Regions from separate parts of the Mus musculus genome. Here regions 1 and 2 are each linked to region 3. The links are chromatin contacts, called in public promoter capture Hi-C maps. All regions are on one chromosome and are shown on one strand. The core of a region is the stretch at or near the end of the contact, and the rest is flanking DNA. Distances in the headings are between cores, read along the strand shown.

Region 1 (2,712 bases), core at 112-2,611, 3.2 Mb after region 3:
TCAGTAAGGAACATATATATTGGATGGTAATTTTTTTTTTTTGGCTTCTGGGCGGGTGTTCATGAATGACCATAGAAGCACCACAAAGACTTGGCTGGGAGTTACAAAAATTCAAATGAAAGGAACTTGTAAATACGTTATCTGCAAATAACCAGAGTCAACTGTTTTACAACGGGTTCGTCAAAAATAATAGTTCCAGTCGGGCAGTGGTGGCGCACGCCTTCAATCCCAGCACTCGAGAGGCAGAGGCAGGCCAGACTCTGAGTTCAAGGCCAGCCTGGTCTACAGAGTGAGTTCCAAGATAGCCAGGGCTACACAGAGAAACCCTGTCTCTCAAATAAATAAATAAATAAATAAATAAATAAATAAATAAATAAATAAATAAATAAATAAAAGAAACAAATAATAATAGTCCCTTGGGCTGGAGAGATGGCTCAATGGTTGGACATACTTGCTGCTCTTGCAAAGGATGCGAGTTCGGTTCCCAGCATCCATATGGTGGTTCACATATGGACTCCGACCTCTTACCCCCTTTTCTGTACTCCGCAGGCACTGCACACACATAGTGCACATACACACGCGAAGGCAAAACCCTCAAATATTTTTCTAAAAATCAAAAAAGACGTCCCTGATTATTTTTTTGTTATACATTTTTTTCTTTCCATCTTTAACCTTCTCCTTTTCTGTATTAAACTTGCAATTACGAATGAAGGGAGATTGTACATTTAAACCCCTAAAAGAAGAGAGGGCAGGGACCATTTGCTAAATTATCACGCATATTCCCCTCGGGGTGCAGAGTTGGTCATCCTCGCTGTAATAAGGGGCAGTGTCGAGTTCTACTCCCTAGCTTGACTACTCCAGACAACGGACCGAGGCGGCAACCTGCAAGGGAGGCGGCGGCAAAAACTCCTTTGTGGCTAGGTGGAGGCCGCTTCGCAGGCTGATCCTGCACCGGGCTCCCACTTCTCCGACCAAACCCTCGCACCTCCGGACCGCAGAACTGTTTCCCCGAGCCACGGCTGGAAGGAGCTCTTGATGGCCACCAGCGGCAGGTCGCGGTTCACCCTGAGCGTGCTGAGCAGCGGTGCCCAGTCCACCGCGCGCAGCCGGTCGGCATTGAAGTCCAGCACGCCGTCCCGCAGGCAGGCGCGCACGGCGGGCAGCGGCACGGAGTCCTGCAGCGCGCACAGGTACTCGTAGTGCGAGAAGAAGTCGGCCGCGCAGTCGCGCCGGAGCTTCACCGAGTCGATCATGACCGGCAACCCCGGGGACCTCCACCAGCCGCCCCGCGCCGCCTCCCGCCACGCCTCGGGCGGTTAGCGCCCGCTCTGGGAGCCGCCGCCGCCGTTCTAGTCACCGGCGAGCTCCCGCGGGCGACGTGCGCATGCGTCGGCGCGCTCGCTGTGCGTCAGAGCGCGGGCCACGCCCACCCGGGCTCGCTACGTCCAACGCGCCATCAGCTGGAGGCGAGTAGATGCTCTGCAGTGAGCGCGCCTCTGGGTACCAAAAGTGAGGTGCAATGGAGTGACGACCTGAGAACCGGGCTTGACCTGAGAACTGAGAAGCGGGTTTAGCCTCGAGAAGACTGTTAGAAGCGCTCAACTGTTTATGCTTCCTCACCGAGAGAAGTCACAAGAAGAATTTCCCAACACGTATGCAAACCAGGTGGCTTCCTTCCTCTCTTCTTTGGGTTAGGCAAAGCTAGAGTTTAGCTTAGTATCCTCCATTGATGGTGGATATTTCTCTCCCTCTCTATCTCTCTATGTGTTGTTTGAGACAACGTTTCTCTGTATAACAGTCCTGGCTGTCCTGGAACTCACTTTGTAGACTAGGTTGGCCTCGAACTCTTACTAGTTTTCAATGTTAGTACTCTAAATAAACTCGAAGACGACTCCTGTATCACAGAGAGACCATAATTTCATTACGGTTTTATTATTAATGATTTTAACAGAGTTAGTAACATTGAGCATAATAGCTATGGAAAGTGAACTTGGGATTCACTCAGCAGTGGTTAAGTTGAGCTATTTTATTCCCTATGTCATGTTATTTAGTTATGCATTAAAATGAATTACTTTGAGCAGAAACAAAGTGAACTCTGGGTAATAAATACATCAGTCTGTTTTATTCTTTTTAAGGATTTATTTATGGGTACGTGCCTGTATGCTATCTGTGTGCAAGTGTCCAGAGTGACCAGAAGAAGGCATCAGATCCTCTGGAACTGGTGTTACAGGTGGTAGTGAGCCAGTCAGTGTAGGTGCTGGGAACCAGACTCAGAGCCTCTGAAAGAAGAGCTGTCTCTAGCCACCATTTCAGTTACATTTGTAAAAGATTTGCTTATATTTTTATTCAGTGTGTGTGTGTGTGTGTGTGAGTGACACGTGTACACAGTGCTTAGGGATATCAGAAAGGGGCGTCAGATGCCTTGGACCTGAAGTTATAGGCATTTGAGACATTTGTGACCCACCCACCATAGGTGCTGGGAATGGAACCCAGTCCTCTGGAAGGGCAGTTAAGTGCACCTAAGTGCTAAGCCATTTCTCTGAAATACTTTAAAGCACATTTATAAATTCCTGAGGTATGAGTTTGATTTTCTGTTTATAAGGCATACTATATTCAAGAGACATTATGAATGACAGGCTAAATGTCCACAGTTAAGTCTTTTGTGTCCTCATTCACTTCTTTTAAAACATAAGTTTGTTGTTTTTAGTCTGT
Region 2 (2,894 bases), core at 249-2,748, 4.0 Mb after region 3:
TTGGATCCAAGTCATCTGGAAAGGTAGCCAGCGCTTTTCACCACTGAGCCATCTCTCCAGGTACCAGCTCAGATATTCTTCCAGGCTTTTTTTCTGAGCTACAGAGTTTTGTTATCCTCACTCTGCAACTGAGAAGCAGCGCAGACTAAGCAACTTGCAAGTACCTGATCTCAAAGAGGCTGTGCTAGCTCTTACAGATCAATTGCCCACGTTATCGTGGAAGAAGGTACCTAGCTACATTGAGGGCTTGTTTGTTTAATAAAACTAAATTACTTGTTTTCATTATTTCAAAAATGAGAAGGCTCAAGATAAACGAGAACTTTTAGAAAGTTTTAAGTAAGTACATTATCAGAGAATGCACACACTATTTACACAAATAATTAACCCTAACTTTGGCCTGGAACGTTCATTTCAAAAAAGGCCTCTACTTGCTAATAGCTACTTAAAATAAACAAGAGTCTAATGCAATACAGATGGAAACACTAAAAATAAGACACTGTATTAGGTAAATCATTGCAGTGAAGGGGTAGATGCAGCCCTTCCCATCTAAGCAACAGAGAGGAGTGCTCATCACGTCTTCGTCAGGTCCGAGAAACGGAAAGCCCAAATTACATTTTGACCGTCTGTTTTCCTGCATTTTCTTTTCGTTCTTTAAAAAAACAAAAAACTCAGGTCTTACAAACACCCACATTCCCACCTGGTCAGGCTGCGACCTGAAAACCTAAGTAACTCTGAGATACTCTGAAAGGGGCTTTCCTTTCCTTTTATTCCCCCTGTCATTTGCCTGTCCCAGCTAAGCAACACCCAAGTCCAAGTTCAGTGGCCGGACCGGAACTCGCCTAGAAAGCACGGTGAAGTGGGGCAGGGAAGGGACGAAGGGTGTCTTCGCGGACGGCGCCTGGTCTTCACGTGCAAGTCGGCGTGCGACTCCCCGTGGGCTCGCCGGAGCCTTCCTGACAGCCCGGGGCCAAACTGCCAGGGATGCCTCCCTTGCCCAGCGGAGGCCAAGGGTCACCAGCACCCGGCCCCACCGGGACGCGAGGCTTCAGCCAGCGCCTCCCCCAACCTCACGGCTCGCGCCGCCCGCCCGCCCGCCCGGGAACCGCCGCCCCGCTTTACATAACTTGAAGGGCGAGGCGGGCAGCTGCAGGTGGCGGCGCCGGGCTGGCCAAGGACCGAAGCCACGAGAAACCGCGCCGCCGTCTCCCGCGACCCTGGAGCGGCGACCCCGTTACCTTTCCAAATGCCCAGGGAGAGCTGGGACTCGTCCAGGTTCACCACATAGTCTCCCAGGAACCGGTTCAACACTTCCACGACCACCGACTCGAATACCATTTTTTTTCCTCTCTGCCGCGGAGGGCACCGCGGCACTACCCGGGCTGCTCCTCCCTCGAGACGGCTCGGCTTACCGGCTCCCGGCCCGCTCCAGCTACGGTGCGGGTGCTGCCGGGTCCCCTCAACCCGACCGCGAGCCCCACAGAAGGAAGGTAGCCGCTCGCACCACGCGTGCGCAGCTCGGGCTGCGCGTGGGGGCGTGACCGACGCGGAACTGGAGGCGCGGCCGGGAGCGAGAGTGAAGGACGGCGGCTGCGCAGCCGCGGGCCCGCCCTTGCCCGCGAGCGGACCGCCGGGCCTCTCCCGCCGGCCGCGCCTCCTATCCGTCGCTTAGCAACAGAACACCAGTCGAGCGCTGGAGACCCCGCCCCGGAATGATTCTCCTTTTTACCCGCAGCGAACTTTCTCTAGGAGGCGGGGCGTGATGATAACCGACAGGAACGCCGCTTCCGAAAGAGAAAACTAAGATCGCGGGATCCAAAGAGTGGAGAGTGTACAGCTTGGTGCGAGGTTGCGGGAAGTTTCCTGAGGCAGTTTCCCAGGACGCTTTTCCCCCATTATTACCAGTTGTGAGGTTCGGCCAGCCTTGGTGCTTGGGTACTTCCTGACGTTCTCCCTTCTCCTGGCAAGGATGCGAACTGGCCCTTCAGTTGCCTTCCCTTACTTCCTCAGCTACTAATCTGTGCTGAGGAGGGGCGAGGGAGAGTAAAGTTGGGAGATAAATTCCAAGTTCTTAATGTGCAACTGCTCTTGGCACCTTTTTCCGGTCAAATCATTTATGTGAAAGCCGCCAGTCATGTTAAAGAGTAGCACGTTTGAGTCAGTCCGGAGACAGCAGAGAGCCTGCCAAGAACCAAGAAAGACACCTCTGAGCCTTAGTGGCCAAGCTAAAATAAGTAGTGTCTCCGCTCCACGCTTGGACTTAGAGAAAATTGGTCCCAAAGTCCTGAGGTCACAAGACAGAGGTGCAACTTACAGAACCGACATTAATCCTCTGAGGATTTCAGAGGCAGCAGTACACTTTCAACTTTCTCTTCGCAAGGCACATCCTGATTTGGCACTGAGTGTATTTTGTGCATAGTCATCAAGTATCTCAAATTTATTTCAGAAAAAAAAAAGAGCAAAAATAGTGTAAACTTTTTTAAGCTTTTAAAGAATATATTAGCATATATTTTACAAAATAATGGGTTTCATTATAACATCTTGATAAATGTGTATATTTTGGTCGTTTATTACCCATGACTCTTTCTTGTCCTATTGACTGATTCCTTCTTCCCAAATAGGACCCCTTCTGTTTTCATGGATTTTTCTATCAAGATTCTAAACCTTCATCCATGTTGGTTTTTTTTAATGAGTTTTTATTTAGCACAATTTTAAATTTCATTTGTGTGTGTGTATAAGTGTTTTCTACATCCGTACCTGGTACCCTCAGGAATAGCTCTCTGGTTATTGGCGTTACAGGAGGTTGTGAGCCTCCATGTGGGTGGGTGCTGGCAACGGAGTTCAGGTCCTCTGAAGCAAATGCTATTAGGCAGTGTCGTCTCTTGAGCCTATTCTAA
Region 3 (2,700 bases), core at 52-2,551:
CAGTAGGAATGAATTTTCTAGCGCTGTTTGCAATGAGCACGTTTGGAACAGCACTGACATCCAATGGCTGCTTAAAGTAATACAAAAAGCGAGCCTCTTAAAAAAGGTTTTAGTAAAATGAATGACTTGTTCCTTTTAAAAGATGATCATTACAAAACTATCCCTTTATTCTATTCTTCTAGCCAGTTATTACTCCCTATTCCTGTTAGTCTCTTGGTAAACACTGGGACAAAACCCACTTCACAGGGCCATACTTATAGTTCTTTATATACTGCCTTTTCTAGGCAATTTTCTGTTAAATGCGTTTGTTGTTTGTTTGTTTCCTTTTGAGATGAACAAAGGCACAATAAGATAAAAATCTACCTCTCTCACCTTTTTGGAGAAATTGTGAACTGAGCAGGAATTGTAATTCAGATTCTGGAAGCTTAGTACCCAGTATCTTAAATCTTCTCAATTGATTCTTCCTTATTCTGTAGACGTTTGAATGTTGAATAACTGGATAAACCAGGATCAGAGAATTCAAAAGTGAACCCACTTCTCTTCAACTTTAAAGAATCTATAATCTGGGCCAGTGAGATTGCTTAGCAGATAAAGGCACTTTGCTGAAAAGTCTGATGAATTTCATCTGTGGGACCCCAGTGGTACAAGGAGAGCGCTTTCTTACTCTTACAACTTATGAATGCCTACATGAGCACACACACACACACAATTATTAAAACGTCTGTTTTAAAAAATCACAGTTTGTATGGGAAGTGAGGTCAGCTGTACTAAGTAAGTACAAATAGTGAAATGAAGTTGATGCTATTTAATCAGAAATTTTAAGAAAGGACCTGTACTTCCATGGTCTTCTAGTTTTATAGGAAAAGGAGGAGGAAGAGAAGGAAAGAAAAGGAAGGAGACAGAAAATAGCCTGCAGTGGGCAATGGGAAACTTAAACTTGGAAAACTCTTTAAGTATAAGCCTAAAATTTCTATGTGTGTTCAAGATAAGCCCTTGAATACAGTAGGTGTTTAAATTAAAAAAAGAATTAACTTTCAATTTTTATAGCCACCTTGGCCAATGTAGCATCAAAACTTCAATCTTGCACAACCTGCCTTTTTCTGTTAGCACAATTAAAACAACAAACAAACATATAAAACCCCCCCCCAAAAAAAAAACAAACCAAAAAACAAAACAAAACAAAACAAAAAAAAAACCCTGAGCTACTAGAAAAGAAAAAGTATTCAGCAAATCAAAAGTGAGGAAGTGCTAAGCAAATACAGGAACCAAAAGGGGTCACAGAGGCTGCTTCGCACTGTCTCATTCAGTTCCGTTGTGGTCCTCTTCTTCACCACATGCCAACAAAGTTCTTCACAATCTTCGAGACTAGAGCATCGCAGGTATAGGACAATGGAAGAGCTGGGTGAGTGAAGGGGCCTTTGGAGAAGATGCTCTAAGGAAGTGGGGGCCTGGCTGCCATCCATCCCCATCTGTAATGATGAAGTGTGGTCTAGTCAAACTGAGGATAGGACTGAAAGATTTTTGTTTTCACTTCTGTCCTCAATTCAAACAAGAGTGAGGCAGGAGGAACTATCATTGTTGGGGGAGCTATGGGGTTGCTGTTTGCAGCGGCACAGTTGGCAGAGCGTTGAGACCAGACAGCCAAAGAAACAGAAGGAATTGTAATTGAAAGTGCCTTTTCCCTTGGCAGCTACTGGAGGTCATAGGGCAGCTCTACAGCTTGGAGATATGATACTGGAAGAAAAAAAAAAAAGGATGGGAAAGGAAGAAGACATTAAATGAAGGAAGGGAAGGAGAGAAGAAAGAAAAGGAAACCAGGAGAAAGGGAGGATAGTGCAAGGACAGTGAAATGACCGAGCAGTGTAAAGGGTCTGTAGAGATTGCAAAAGGGCCAGAGTGCTTTCATTTCTCTGTAGTTTACTGTTAGACTACAGGTAGACCATCACTGTAGTAGGTTTTGTTGCTTTTTATTTAGAGAAATCTTGAAGGAGCAGATTGCTTCTCAAGAAAAACAGTCCATCCTTTCACTCTGAGGTAATGAAAACGTCAGTAGAAGTGCCGCTGGGCTACTGTGTCCAGAGAAACCTAGGTCAAAAAGCCTGGAGCTGTAAAGTCTGTCTCCTTGGGGCTCATTTCATATACCTTGGCAACTTTTTATCATCTACATACCTCCCTGTCTGCCTGCCTGCCCATCTGTCCTTCCATCCATCCATCCATCCATCCATCCATCCATCCATCCATCTATCTGTATCACCTATTTATTTTTGTTATCGCTACACAAAGTTACTTTTACCCACTTTTCAAGCTGTATTAATTCCACATTGTGTTTGTAGCTATGCAAAAACTTCCAACAATAATAAGATGCAAAGCTTGTACATTGTCATTAAAAATAATTATTGGGGTTGTGTTTTAAGAACTGGAGAAACAGAGGAACAAAGAAGAGAATAGAAATTATTGAGGGAAAAAAGGGTGTTTTAAATAAATCCTTAACTGTTTTGTCAGTAAAATGTAGTTCAATATTGTGGTTAATGCTGTATCTTGGACTTTGGTATAGAATCCAGATTCTTTTCTATATAATATTGATTATTTATTCTTTGAGAATTTGATGAATGCATATCCTGTGTGGGTATTGGAGGAAATTTGCATTTCTTCATCGAGTTTTACCATTTTTTTTCAGGTAGGATCTTAGTTTTGCTTTAT

What was found. Promoter capture Hi-C pulls out the DNA fragments that hold promoters and counts their contacts.
Region 1: a promoter capture Hi-C map of pre-B cells shows a contact between it and region 3. A contact is called at or near these places in 2 of 39 promoter capture datasets (pre-B cells and second pharyngeal arch cranial neural crest).
Region 2: a contact with region 3 is called in a promoter capture Hi-C map of pre-B cells, with 2.6 times the contacts expected there. A contact is called at or near these places in 3 of 39 promoter capture datasets (cranial neural crest, liver and pre-B cells).

Annotation. Positions count from the first base shown.
Region 1 is chr19:15,983,628-15,986,339 of GRCm38.p6, forward strand. Cep78 (centrosomal protein 78) reads right to left here and starts at 1,362. Exons shown (of 15, transcript NM_198019.2): 1 at 986-1,362. The coding sequence starts at 1,253. C130060C02Rik (RIKEN cDNA C130060C02 gene) reads left to right here and starts at 1,448. Exons shown (of 3, transcript NR_045355.1): 1 at 1,448-1,665.
Region 2 is chr19:16,779,435-16,782,328 of GRCm38.p6, forward strand. Vps13a (vacuolar protein sorting 13A) reads right to left here and starts at 1,499. Exons shown (of 72, transcript NM_173028.4): 1 at 1,236-1,499. The coding sequence starts at 1,335.
Region 3 is chr19:12,797,278-12,799,977 of GRCm38.p6, forward strand. It overlaps Lpxn (leupaxin), which reads left to right and starts at 1,302. Exons shown (of 9, transcript NM_134152.4): 1 at 1,302-1,402. The coding sequence starts at 1,390.